Linked DNA regions of Mus musculus: regions 1 and 2 are each linked to region 3. Evidence: chromatin contacts called from public promoter capture Hi-C data. All regions are on one chromosome and are shown on one strand. Each heading gives the region's core, a stretch centred on a gene start, on an enhancer-like site or on the middle of the called end of the contact. The rest is flanking DNA. Distances are from core to core; before and after follow the strand shown. Region 1 holds the start of Barhl2 (BarH like homeobox 2). Region 2 holds the start of Dspp (dentin sialophosphoprotein). Region 3 holds the start of 4930542N06Rik (a long non-coding RNA gene).

What was found. Promoter capture Hi-C pulls out the DNA fragments that hold promoters and counts their contacts.
Region 1: a contact with region 3 is called in a promoter capture Hi-C map of pre-B cells, with 2.5 times the contacts expected there. The contact joins the promoter of Barhl2 here to the promoter of 4930542N06Rik in region 3. A contact is called at or near these places in 1 of 39 promoter capture datasets (pre-B cells), 1 of 484 Hi-C or Micro-C datasets (embryonic fibroblasts) and 2 of 115 datasets of contacts at active chromatin or transcription factors (embryonic forebrain and embryonic stem cells).
Region 2: a contact with region 3 is called in a promoter capture Hi-C map of hippocampal neurons, with 4 times the contacts expected there. The contact joins the promoter of Dspp here to the promoter of 4930542N06Rik in region 3. A contact is called at or near these places in 1 of 39 promoter capture datasets (hippocampal neurons), 1 of 115 datasets of contacts at active chromatin or transcription factors (embryonic stem cells) and 1 of 9 other capture datasets (embryonic stem cells).

The regions. Positions count from the first base shown.
Region 1 is chr5:106,456,611-106,460,297 of GRCm38.p6, forward strand. Barhl2 (BarH like homeobox 2) reads right to left here and starts at 1,556. Exons shown (of 3, transcript NM_001005477.1): 1 at 616-1,556. The coding sequence starts at 1,231. It overlaps Gm33151 (a long non-coding RNA gene), which reads left to right and starts at 1,982. Exons shown (of 2, transcript XR_389476.3): 1 at 1,982-2,278; 2 at 2,833-3,129.
Region 2 is chr5:104,168,875-104,172,347 of GRCm38.p6, forward strand. Dspp (dentin sialophosphoprotein) reads left to right here and starts at 1,829. Exons shown (of 5, transcript NM_010080.3): 1 at 1,829-1,894.
Region 3 is chr5:105,413,460-105,417,035 of GRCm38.p6, forward strand. It overlaps 4930542N06Rik (a long non-coding RNA gene), which reads right to left and starts at 1,717. Exons shown (of 2, transcript XR_389449.3): 1 at 793-1,717; 2 at 1-25. Lrrc8b (leucine rich repeat containing 8 family, member B) reads left to right here and starts at 2,316. Exons shown (of 5, transcript NM_001033550.3): 1 at 2,316-2,453. Gm32051 (a long non-coding RNA gene) reads left to right here. Exons shown (of 2, transcript XR_389452.2): 2 at 1-463.

The sequences.
Region 1 (3,687 bases), core at 306-2,805, 1.0 Mb after region 3:
ATTTTACAAAAACAAATTCCATAAAATTTAGTTTTCACAAATATTTGTTATTGGAAAGGGCCAGAAGAGGGGTATCGGTGAGAAGGGTGTTCTTAAAAAACAGGCTATGATTTGTTTTCTGTATTAATCATCAATTAGTAAAAATGAATTGCTCCTGTAATAATGTTGGAAATTTTTCTAACATTAAATCAGACAATTCCTGTGACGGCATTTAGAAAACATGGAGGGGGCATTTGGAAAATACTGGGGTGGTATTGCATTCAAAAATAAACATCAAGTTGTGATCACAGACCTAGACAACCACAACTGGCTACCAGCTTCTCTCCACCCCTTCCCACTCCCATTCCCAAGGTCTCAGCTAAAAGAAGAAAAAAAAAAAATCCCAAGTAAGCCTCTGTTTTCAACGAAAAGTGTCTCCCATCCTATCTCTTCAGTTACCACCTTCCTCCAGCACATTTAAAATTAAGTAAAACAAAGAACGGAGCCGGATGGCCGCAAAGGTTGTGGGGCAGAAATGTAACCAACAGAACTTAAGGTGCGTCGCTAAATCGCACGCCTAGGCCCCTCTCCTTCGGCGGTCACTCAAGTGACCCGGGCAGCTCCGGCGCAACTCACCGTGGCATTTGATGTCGCTCTGGGGGTCTTCTCTCTTGTCCAGCTTGGTTTTGCCGTCCTCCTGCTCAAGCTTTGGCCTGAAGCTCTCGTGTGCCGCGTTGCTCTCCTGCTTCGGGGTGTGATGAGGAGAAGAAACGCTGGTGCTGTAGGGTGCACAAGCCGCCAGGGGTTTGCTGTCTCCCAAGATGTCCTTAATTAAAAAGGAAGAGGTGGAAGTCCTGGGGGCCGCGGCGGCCGAGCCCAGCTGCTGGGCTGCTGACTGCGGCTGCGGCGGCGGTTGCTGTTGGGGCGAAGGCTGCAAACTTTGCGCGGGGACCGCGGATGGTGGCGGCGGCTGTTGGCTGTGGTGGAGGTGATGGTGATGCTGGGGTCCGTCTGTCACAAGATGCGGCTCCGGGGGTTCCAGGGTGACCGAGATCGGTGAAGAGGGCGCCGTTCCCACGGTATCAATCTCCGAACAGGGTGACGGGGTGGCCTGGCTCCTAAAATCCGTTGTCCTCGCTTCACCGAGCGATCGGAAATCCCCGTTCATCATGCCGGGGCTCCCGGAACCGGCACCGGACAAAATAGTGTCTATTCCAAAACTCGACCCGCTGGCCCCTTCCATTGCTGTCATTTCTACATGAGGTCCACGCTACTCCGCGGATCAGCCGCCGCCGGGACCAAGCAAGGGAAACTACCGATCGTAAAACAAAATAGACACTAAAAAGCGTTGACACTGCTTTAAAAAAAAAAAAAAGTGGGGAGGGAATGAAGGATAATGGGAGGTGACAATTGGTGGGCACTTTCGACTCAACTTTTCCCCCTTATACAAAAAGTAAAGAGAAAAAAATTTGAGGGGAAAGCCCCCAAATGCCACAAGCGGGAAGGTGTGCTCCGCTCCGCTGGACCACCGCGCACGTGGGCGGTGGCAGCGGAGAGCAGCACCGAGACTAAGATGCTGGCCGCTGGAGCAACCCCGCCGCCGCCACCTGCACCGCCACCGCCGCCGCCTGGGTCTGCCCACTGCCCGATCCCGGGCGGCGGCGGCGGCGGCCGGAGCAGGTGCAGCGACCGCTAAGGCCGGGCGGTCCCGGAGGTGACCGCCGTGCGTGACCCGGCAGTCCCGGAGCCGAGTTTCTGAACTTTGTTGGAAAGTTGCGGAGCGAACGCGGCCGCCGCCGCCCCGGGAGGAGGAGAAGCAGCGAAGGAGCAAGCGCGGGCGCAGGAGACCGCGGACAGGCGGCGCCCGGCGACTCCCGCCGCTGCCCCGCGCGTTGGCTTGTCATCCGCGGGCTCGCGGGCGGCGCCGACCCCCTCCCGTGACGTCACGGCCCCCGCCGCCGCTCCCCGCCCGCGCCCCCGCCGCCCGGGCCCCGCGCCCCATTGGCCGCTGCGCGCCAGCCAGCGACGCCGGCGTGCCGGGAGCCAATGGGCGCGCTCCTGGCCAGCCCGTCAGCAGCGCGCCTCGAACCCCGCTGCTCTTTTGAGAACCGAACCTCGGTGCGCCCGCAGCCCTGAGCCCAACGCCTACTCCAGGGGTCCAAGTGGTACCCACTGTAACGAGTACCCGGCCAGGGAGATGGGGAGAGACCAGAAGGGCACTGGAGAAGGGAGCCCCCGGGCGGGAAGCGGGGAAGCAGTACGGATCGTTAGATGTGCCCGTGCTAAGTCAGATTGGAGGGTGAGTGGAGAGGCCGCGAAGGGCAAAAGGATCCTGCGGCTCCCGGTGGCCTGCAGCGCAGCCCCGCTCGCACGGTTCCCAAGCACGCTTGAGCAGAGCGGAAACACGAGGAGCAGGGGATAGAGGTGCTGAGGGACCCCACGGGGAAGTGTGTGACACCAGAGCCAGAGCTCCGCGTGGGCCTGCAACGTCTGAGCTCTACTCTCCCCACAGGAGCCGGTGCGCTCCAGCTCGGTCCAACCGGGTAGCAGATCCAGGAGAGGCACTGAGCTGGGGGGCTACATCTTTGACCCCCCTGTCGGGAAGGATCGGGCCTTTGGCTCCAAATCCCGCTTTGTCTCCAGTCAGAGCCTGTGCTGGAAGAAATGCCGGGCCAAGCACTTTCTCCCGAACCGGGAAAAACCCCGGGCGAGGCGTTCTCCAGCGGCGCGGGCAGCTGTGGTTCCCTGCGGCATCAGGCTGCTGTGGGGCCGCGGGAACTGGGTGGCTGGTCCGCAGCCTGAGCTCCCGCAGCTCCTCCCTCCAATGCTTCCATCCCCTCCCCACTGTGGCAGGCCTTGGTTTTGGAAAGGAAACAGTCACCGCCGATCCATTTGGGACCTGGAACGCGACTGTGACGCCGCCTTGTCGGAGGGTATCAACTTGCATTCTTTCTTCAGGACGTCTCCAACCTGTCTCTTGTTGAATGTCAGAGTAATGGGAAGCGCCAGTGACAAGCCGGCGTATTACTCCTGATTAAGTGCCGTGTCAACCTAATTAGCAGAGTAATTATAAGGTGCTAATGAATGATTCAAAGTTCTTTGAGTTACATTTTACTCCAAATTACCATTTTTAAGAACCTTATGAATCTGCGTGGTTGGCATCGTTTCCGTGACCGTATAGAATGATGTCAGTAAAGGACAGGGTTTAGTGGCGATTATGGACGTCGCCTTGCTTTTCTTTTCTTTTCTTTTCTTTTCTTTTCTTTTCTTTTCTTTTCTTTTCTTTTCTTTTCTTGTCTGGTTGAGGACCCTCTTGAGAGGTATCCCGGAGGCATATGACCTCCTGAGATCTTCCTTCCTCCGGGGTGAGTCCCAGATCTGGAAGATGGTGGTGATTCATCCTAAGGACATCTAGATCTTTGGTCCGGGTTGGGGTGGGGGTGTCTCCCGCGTTATTTCAAGAGTGTGTTGAGCTGTTTCCTACCGTCATGGTGTCACTTATCGTCCCCCTGTCTCTGAAAAGGTACTGAGGCTACCAAGACCATCTAGATAGCACTCTCCTTTCTTAGGCGAGCAGACATTTATTTATCACGGAACTACGGTTGGTGAGCCGAAGCCAAGACGTGCTGCAGGCAGACGCTGGTGGCCTGAGGGATCCAGGAAACCCTCTATAGCCACGTGGCTCGCCCCCGCGGGTGGCGACGGGCC
Region 2 (3,473 bases), core at 579-3,078, 1.2 Mb before region 3:
TCAGGACCTCTGGAAGAGTAGCCAGTGCTCTTAACCACTGAGCCATCTCTCCAGTCCCTATTTTTTTCTTTTCAAGCACAGTCATTTAGCACTTTAAATGTCTTGCTAAGTGTTTACTACTTTATTGATACCCCGAAAAATTTGCTATGTAATGCTTTTATTTTTATTCAATTTGATACATTTTGAGATTTTCTTTTAGTGAATTCTTTTCCCATTGGTAACGTAGAAGACCACTACTTAATTGAGTTAGCTTAGGCTCAACAAACAGACTTTATACAACTTAACTTCCTTCACATTTATGAAAAATTAATCAGTATCGGCACTGAAAAGGCAGAAACAGGTAGAACTCCATGAGTTTCAGGCCAGCCTGATCTACATAGTGAATTCTAGGACAAGCAGGGCTAGGTAGAGATACCCTATCTCAAAAAACCAAAACCCAAAAACATTACGTTTAAGCAGATTTAGTTTTGACCCTAAATGTTTGTCTTAGTGAAGGTCCCAAATGCTCTTAGCAAATGTTTCTTTGTGTAGTTGGAGAGTGTTGTGTGCTAATACAGCTATCAAGCACTTCTGTTTAGACACCGAAGATCTTCTTAACTCTCCATCAGGTCTGGAGAGCTGTTCAAATCTGCTATTACAACCAAGTTAGGAAGAGGAAGGCAATTCCTGAGGAAAGTGGCATTCTTAAATATGATTGGCCCTTTAAGATGCTCAAAGAACCAAGAACCATGCAGTGTAAATAATAGCAAAGTGTTTACTATGGAAGTGCAGCTTCGAGGAAACTCCCTTCCTATCACTGGAACCTGTCCAATCCCTACCTACATGAATATGTTGTTTAATTCTCTCAGTATAAAGCTCTGAAGATGCTGTTGCTGGATAGTGATTTAATATTTCTGATCATATGTGTTTGACATCTTTCAGTAGTGTGACATAAAAACATGGACACATCCCTAAGCTGGTACACAGAGACTCCAATTGCCTAGTGTGGAGCTCATAAGCTAGAGAAATGGCTCAGGGATCATCTTGTATATCCAGGGCTCGAGAGAATGATGGGTTCAGGCAAGTACTTTTTCCTTTCTGGAAGCACAGCCTGTTTTCCTATTCTGTACTCTATAGTTTACACATATAGTGGAGCAAAGAATGAAAGCTGTGTCTGTGGTGTGTGTGTGTGTGCACTCTGTACTTACGCATAGATACCTTACACCATGTTTCACCTTTGGAACAGCTATTTTTAAATTTAGTTTGTATTAAATTAATAGATTATAAAGAAAAACCCAAAACCTTTATGTCAGTGTTTAGATTAAATCAGAAAGGTTTCCTGAAGTTACTGTTTATAAATTCTTTTAAAGATCCCTTAGGCAGTGTCAAGACTGTTGCATGCGGACAGCCGCTTGAATTATAGCGCACCAACTTTAATATGTACCTCAGGAATGATAGGGGTCTTAAATAGCCAGTCGTATTTACTAGAGAAACCTAGAGTTTTCTTAGATTGCCGACCTAAGCAAGAGGAGAAATGCAGGGTGACAGAGTCTAAGTGGCTCTTTTCAGATATATCACACTGATTATCTATATTTAAGACACAAAACAGTCTTCCAGGAGCTATTTAATTAAGTGAAAGTAAGTCTAGTCCTTTTGGAACCAAAGGTCTCAGTGAGCCAACGTACCGGCGAGCGAGGGAGTGGGGCGTTATTACAGCCTCATAGGCACACTGACTCTTTAAACCCCCACATCAGGGATCCTAAGCAGTGATTGGTTGAGAAAATTATCAAACTGAATTTAAATTTCAGCAGGTACAAAATTGTCACGCAAAAAGCCCAGGACAGTGTGCCACTCTCAGCCTGGAAAGAGAGATAAGGAAATCTGGATTTTCAAAGTCCCCTCGGAGGCTTTGAAGGTAAGATGGACTCCCTCCTGCCAGGAGCCAACTGTCTCCTGTTGAGAGAATCTCCAGCTGCAGAGATGAGGGTGACTTGGGATAAAGTTTTTAACTCTTCAGGTCTACACTATATATTAAAGATAATGTGTGATTCAGGAAGGGGTGCTAAGCCATCTGATGAGACCATCTGATAAGACGACGAATCACTGGGGAGCAGAACTGATTTTGCCCCAGTATATTGTTGAGACTTTATCTCCTATAGGAAAAACCTAAGATGAAACAAACATTCTAATTGTATTAATTAAAAAAAAACAGTACCTGAAGGGTTTTATGTATAGTTCTCTATAGCTCTATTTTTGTTATTTTCATTCAGGAAAATACTTTTAAGAGCTATAAACCTAGTCAAAGGTGTTTTACAGCCTTGTCCTTGGAATGTTGGGAGTGTTGGGATTTAACAAATGAGAATCACACACTGTCTTCCTCTTCGAGACAGAGACATGGATGATGCAGTGTCCAAACACCAGCTCTTCCTGAGAGATAAGCTGGGTTTGGGGGTTTGATTTAATCATGGCTCTTCATGATTTCAAGGTCTGCCTAGTGTTTATGATTAAAGCTCTATGGCGAAAAGAATTGTGGTTCCTCCCAGGGCTCAGTATCTGCCTGATATTAATCTTCCGATGTTCACTGACTGGACCTAATAAATAAATCTCCATTTAAACTTAGTATCTTGACTCAGAGTCAACTTAGGATCTGGGAGCGTAATTTTCTGGCATGTGATGTGAAGTTTCTAAAAGTAGACGCTCAAACAGTTTTATGTAGAAAACACACAGATCTGTCAAGCTGATTTTTCAGCTCCAAATTTCATGATAATAGGTTTAGGAAAACAAAGACATATTGCCTCAAGTTGGCAAAAATTGAGGTGGAAATTTGAATGTGGTCACTTTGAATGGTTTTGATTTAAGAAAAAATAGATAACTTGTATTGTAAATATCTTTAAAATATTTTTATTCATTCCCTGAGAAATTTGTGTGGTATGTTCTGATTGCTCTCCCCAGATCTGCCTTTGTTCTTTACTCACACAACTTTGTGCTCTTTTTGTAAAGAAACAAAACAAGAGCCATGCACACCAGTTTGTGCTCCTCAAATGTACTCAGCTGTGTGGCCATCTGCTGGGTTCTGGTTGCCTTACCAGGGGCTACATTCTTGGAGAACACTGCCTTTCCTTTTTTCCCACCACCTATTGTTAATTGTTCTTCATGTCCAGCTTTCCTCTCCTTGCTGGGATTTGGTCTGACTTGGGCTTGCACGGTCGGGTGCAGGCTGTCAGAAGCGCTGTGAAGATAGCTCGGGTAGTTTAAGTCTACCTCAGGCATTCCAACAAGGCCCTCACAATGAGGCTTTGCGTTTCCTGGTCTTCTTAGTGAGTGATATATTCATTCTAACTGGCTATTCATACATTTCATCTAGTGTGGGGCAATAAATGGGACAATTTAAAGGAGCCTCAATTCTAATGACTGGTTATTTCCACCAGGGTCTTTGATATGGTTGACCTGCCTTGCCAACAGGTGCAAGTATCATATATGTCAGTGCTGGAGTG
Region 3 (3,576 bases), core at 467-2,966:
GCTGAGGCCATGATGCACCTGGAGCCTAAAGCAAAAACGGAAAAACCTGAATGACAGCCCAGGAGTTTCCAGAGCAGTACAAAGTCCTCTATCTGGCTCCTACAACTGTCGTAATAAGAACTGCCATCATTTGCTGATGAAAATTAGGAATGTATTAACAGCAATCACATTTAACAGCTACATCTGTGGGGTTTGCCAGACGTAACACATTTTGAATGAACTTGATCTCCGTTGCTTCCTATTGATAGGTTGAGCTACAAACAAGGAAGCCGATTTTAATATGCATCCCCATTGAATTTAAACTGACCACCAAGCTTATAATCTCTGGCTGTAGAGACGAGGACACAAAGGGTTAAGTAACTTCCCCAAAGTCACACAAGCAGCCATGTTGTTGTGACAGAAAACATTATTAGGGTCTTGGAGGAGGAAATGTCCCTTCTCAAACATTAAGCCAAGAAAAAAATCAGAAACGTCCAGCTTATAATGTTAGAATACTCTGATTCTATTACAGCACTTACTTTTCCCCCTCAAACTGATACTTAAAAAACTCTTTGTCTGGGGGCTGGAGAGATGGTTCAGTGGTTAAGAACACTGCTTTTCCAGAGGTCCTGAGTTCAATTCCCAACAACCACGTGGTGGCTCAAAATCATCTCTAACAGGATTGGATGCCCTCTTCTGGTGTGTCTGAAGACAGCTACAGTATGCTCACATAAAAATACAAATCTTAACAAGAAAATAAAAAAACAAACACCTCTTTGTCCAGGTGGTAAGCAGTTTGAGGGCCATACTTACATCTAGAATTACAAATGTGTACACAAGGTCATACACACAATTTAATGACAATATGTTGTATGTTCAAATGAAAGAATTAAAAAAAAAAGATGTGTGTGTGTGCAGTGTGTGTGCCACGTATGTGGGTGCACGTGTGCGGGGGAGCACATATATGTAGGTGCACATGTGTGTGGGAGCACATATATGTAGGTGCATATATGTGTGGATGCCTTTGGAGGCCAGAAGAGGGTGTCAGAACGTTTGGAGCTGGAGTTGTCGGCAGCTGTGAACAGAATTCTGGTCTTCTGCAAGAACAGTCTGTGCTCTTAGCTGTGGAGCCGTTAGTCCTCACAGTGTTTTCAATGTTTGCTTCAGACTCAATGCAACTGCCACTCAGAGTGAATTGGACAAGGACCGGGTATAGCAGTGACTTCCAGGGCAGTTCGGGCTGGAGTTCTGATATGACTGGTCGCTACTGGATACAGCGCAGTCTTCCACACCTTCGTAGTGTGTGGAGGTATTGGGTGCCCAACTGATCAGGTGACTCAAATGCTGTCTTCTTTTACTCCTCTGGGAGTGTTTTGTTACCTAGGGATGGGAACACCATAGCAACTAAGAGATACAAATCTTGCTGAATTGAATCCTTGTGCTAGAAATAACCTGGACAAAGACTGAGCTTAAAACAGAACAGGGAGGGTGTGGGGGAGTTAAAGATTCGAGGAGGAGGATAGAACTATTAAATAGCCCAGAGTTCTGAATTTGGATTAAATTTTTGCTTAACTTGCAAGGCACACTGTTACTCTTCAAATACAGGGCCATTAACAGGAGAAGAATGTGGATGGGGGACAGGTGACCATCCTCAATGAAATACTATTATGTGTACTCCCTCTATCTTGTCACCTCACGCTGAAGATAAAGACACTGGAAAGAAAAAGATGGTATTGGAGGCCCAGAAGCTGCTTAGTTTCTCCTCCTTCCCAGGGGCCCTACAACCTTTCCAGTCACTCGACTTAAAGAGCGTTAAAGGGACTTCACTAAGGCAGGCTCTGCGCGGCACACCCCACCCTTCCTGGTAGAGTAAGTTGTGTCAATAACAAGTTTCTCAGGGGTGCACACGTGAGAAGGCAGGGGTCTTCTGCTGGGGTGGAGCGCCTGGGGAACGGCCATAAGGCCCGGCTCCTGGGTTTCTGGAATGCAGCCCCAGCTCCTGGCGAGGCGTGTGGCTGCCATGCACCGCGGATGCCAGGCTGGGCGAGTGCATCCGGGCGGCCGCATGGCGTTGGCTCCGGGAGGTGGCAGCTGCGCTTTGTGTGCAGCAGGAGGGTGAGTCACCGGCCCCCGCGGTTCGTCCCAAGGCCGGGTGGACTCTCGGGCCGGGTGGCGGAGCGATCCGGGTAAGGGCGGCTCGGAGGCGGCGCTGCGCGTCCCCGGCTCCCGCCTGCGCAGCCTGCGCAGCCCGCGCGCTCCGCTCCTCCTCCGCGCGCGAACTTAGTCAGCGGTTCGCGCCGCCGCGCGCCCATTGGCCGGCCGCGCGCGCCGCGTCACAATGGAGCGGCTCCGGGGCGGCGAGCCGGGCAGCGCCGGGGCTTCCCGCTGAGCCGCAGCCGCCGGAGTGCGGGCGCCGGCCGCTCGGCTCGCCCCGGCCGGCCGGGCAGCGCGGGCCTGGGGGCTCCGACACGAAGGTAGGCGGGGACGGCGGGGGAAGGGGGAGCGCAGCAGCAGGTGGGGGCGGCAGGGCAGGTGCTGTTACCTGGCGGCGCCTCACCTGGGTCTCCCGCTGCGGGCAGGTGGCACAGTCACCTGCTAAGCCGCGGTCGCCCGGCTCCCACGCCCCCGGGGGAAGGAGGGCGCGGTCCCTTGCGGGCACCTCTCCTGGATGTTGGGGTCAGATGGGGCGAGAGGAGGGGGCGGCCGCGCCCAGGCGGTGCCTTCGTTGTCCCTACGGCTGAACACGCACCTGTGTATCCACCACCCCCCTCCCCGCCCCCGAAGGGAAAGGCCCTCCCTCTCCACCCTGGTCTCCCCTTAAGTGAAGGCGCTCGCTCGAGGGGGTCCACACCAGGTCCCCGCCGTTTGCCCCCTGCCCTGGAGCCTCCTGTCGACATTTTATGCTCTGGGGTATTTACTGGCCTACAGCTGTGATTTTAGCGTTTGAGCTGGAAGGGGTCAACTGATTTCCATTTAAAGACTCGGTGGTTCCTCCTCCTAGGTTGCAGGTGCTGACAGGTCAGAAGGAAGAGGCTCGGTAATCCGTGTCCTCAACTGACTTCCCAAAGTCCGTAGGTTGCTTATAGTCATGTGTTTGTGGAAGACTTTGATGTGTGGTTAGAAAAACTACCACTAGGATCCCTTTGCACCCCCACCCCAGAGGACAAACCTAAATTTAAAAGTCAATACCAGCGTATGGACTTCTTGAATACATTCTGGTCTTGTCTGAGAACTTAACAGGAAAAAACAAAACAAAACAAAACAAAAACAACTGCTATATAAAAATAAGAGAGAACGTTTAAAATATCGTAAATGTGAAACCAATTTAGATAATTTGTTCAGTGTCCGTTAAGAAATTAGAGACTGAGAGTGTAGCCCCAACAGGCTTAGCAAAGGCAAGGTTGGGGCTTCAGTGCCCTCCAAAGTACTACTACTGTTGCATATGACAATGATAATAGTAACAATAACTGCTTTCCAGGACATCTGTGTTTTTTGCCTAAATGTATGACTGAAGTATATATGGGAGAGTGTACTACAGTGTCAGTACACTCAAAATGAACAAATCCCGCTTCCTAAGAAGGCACAGTACTGTGTTCT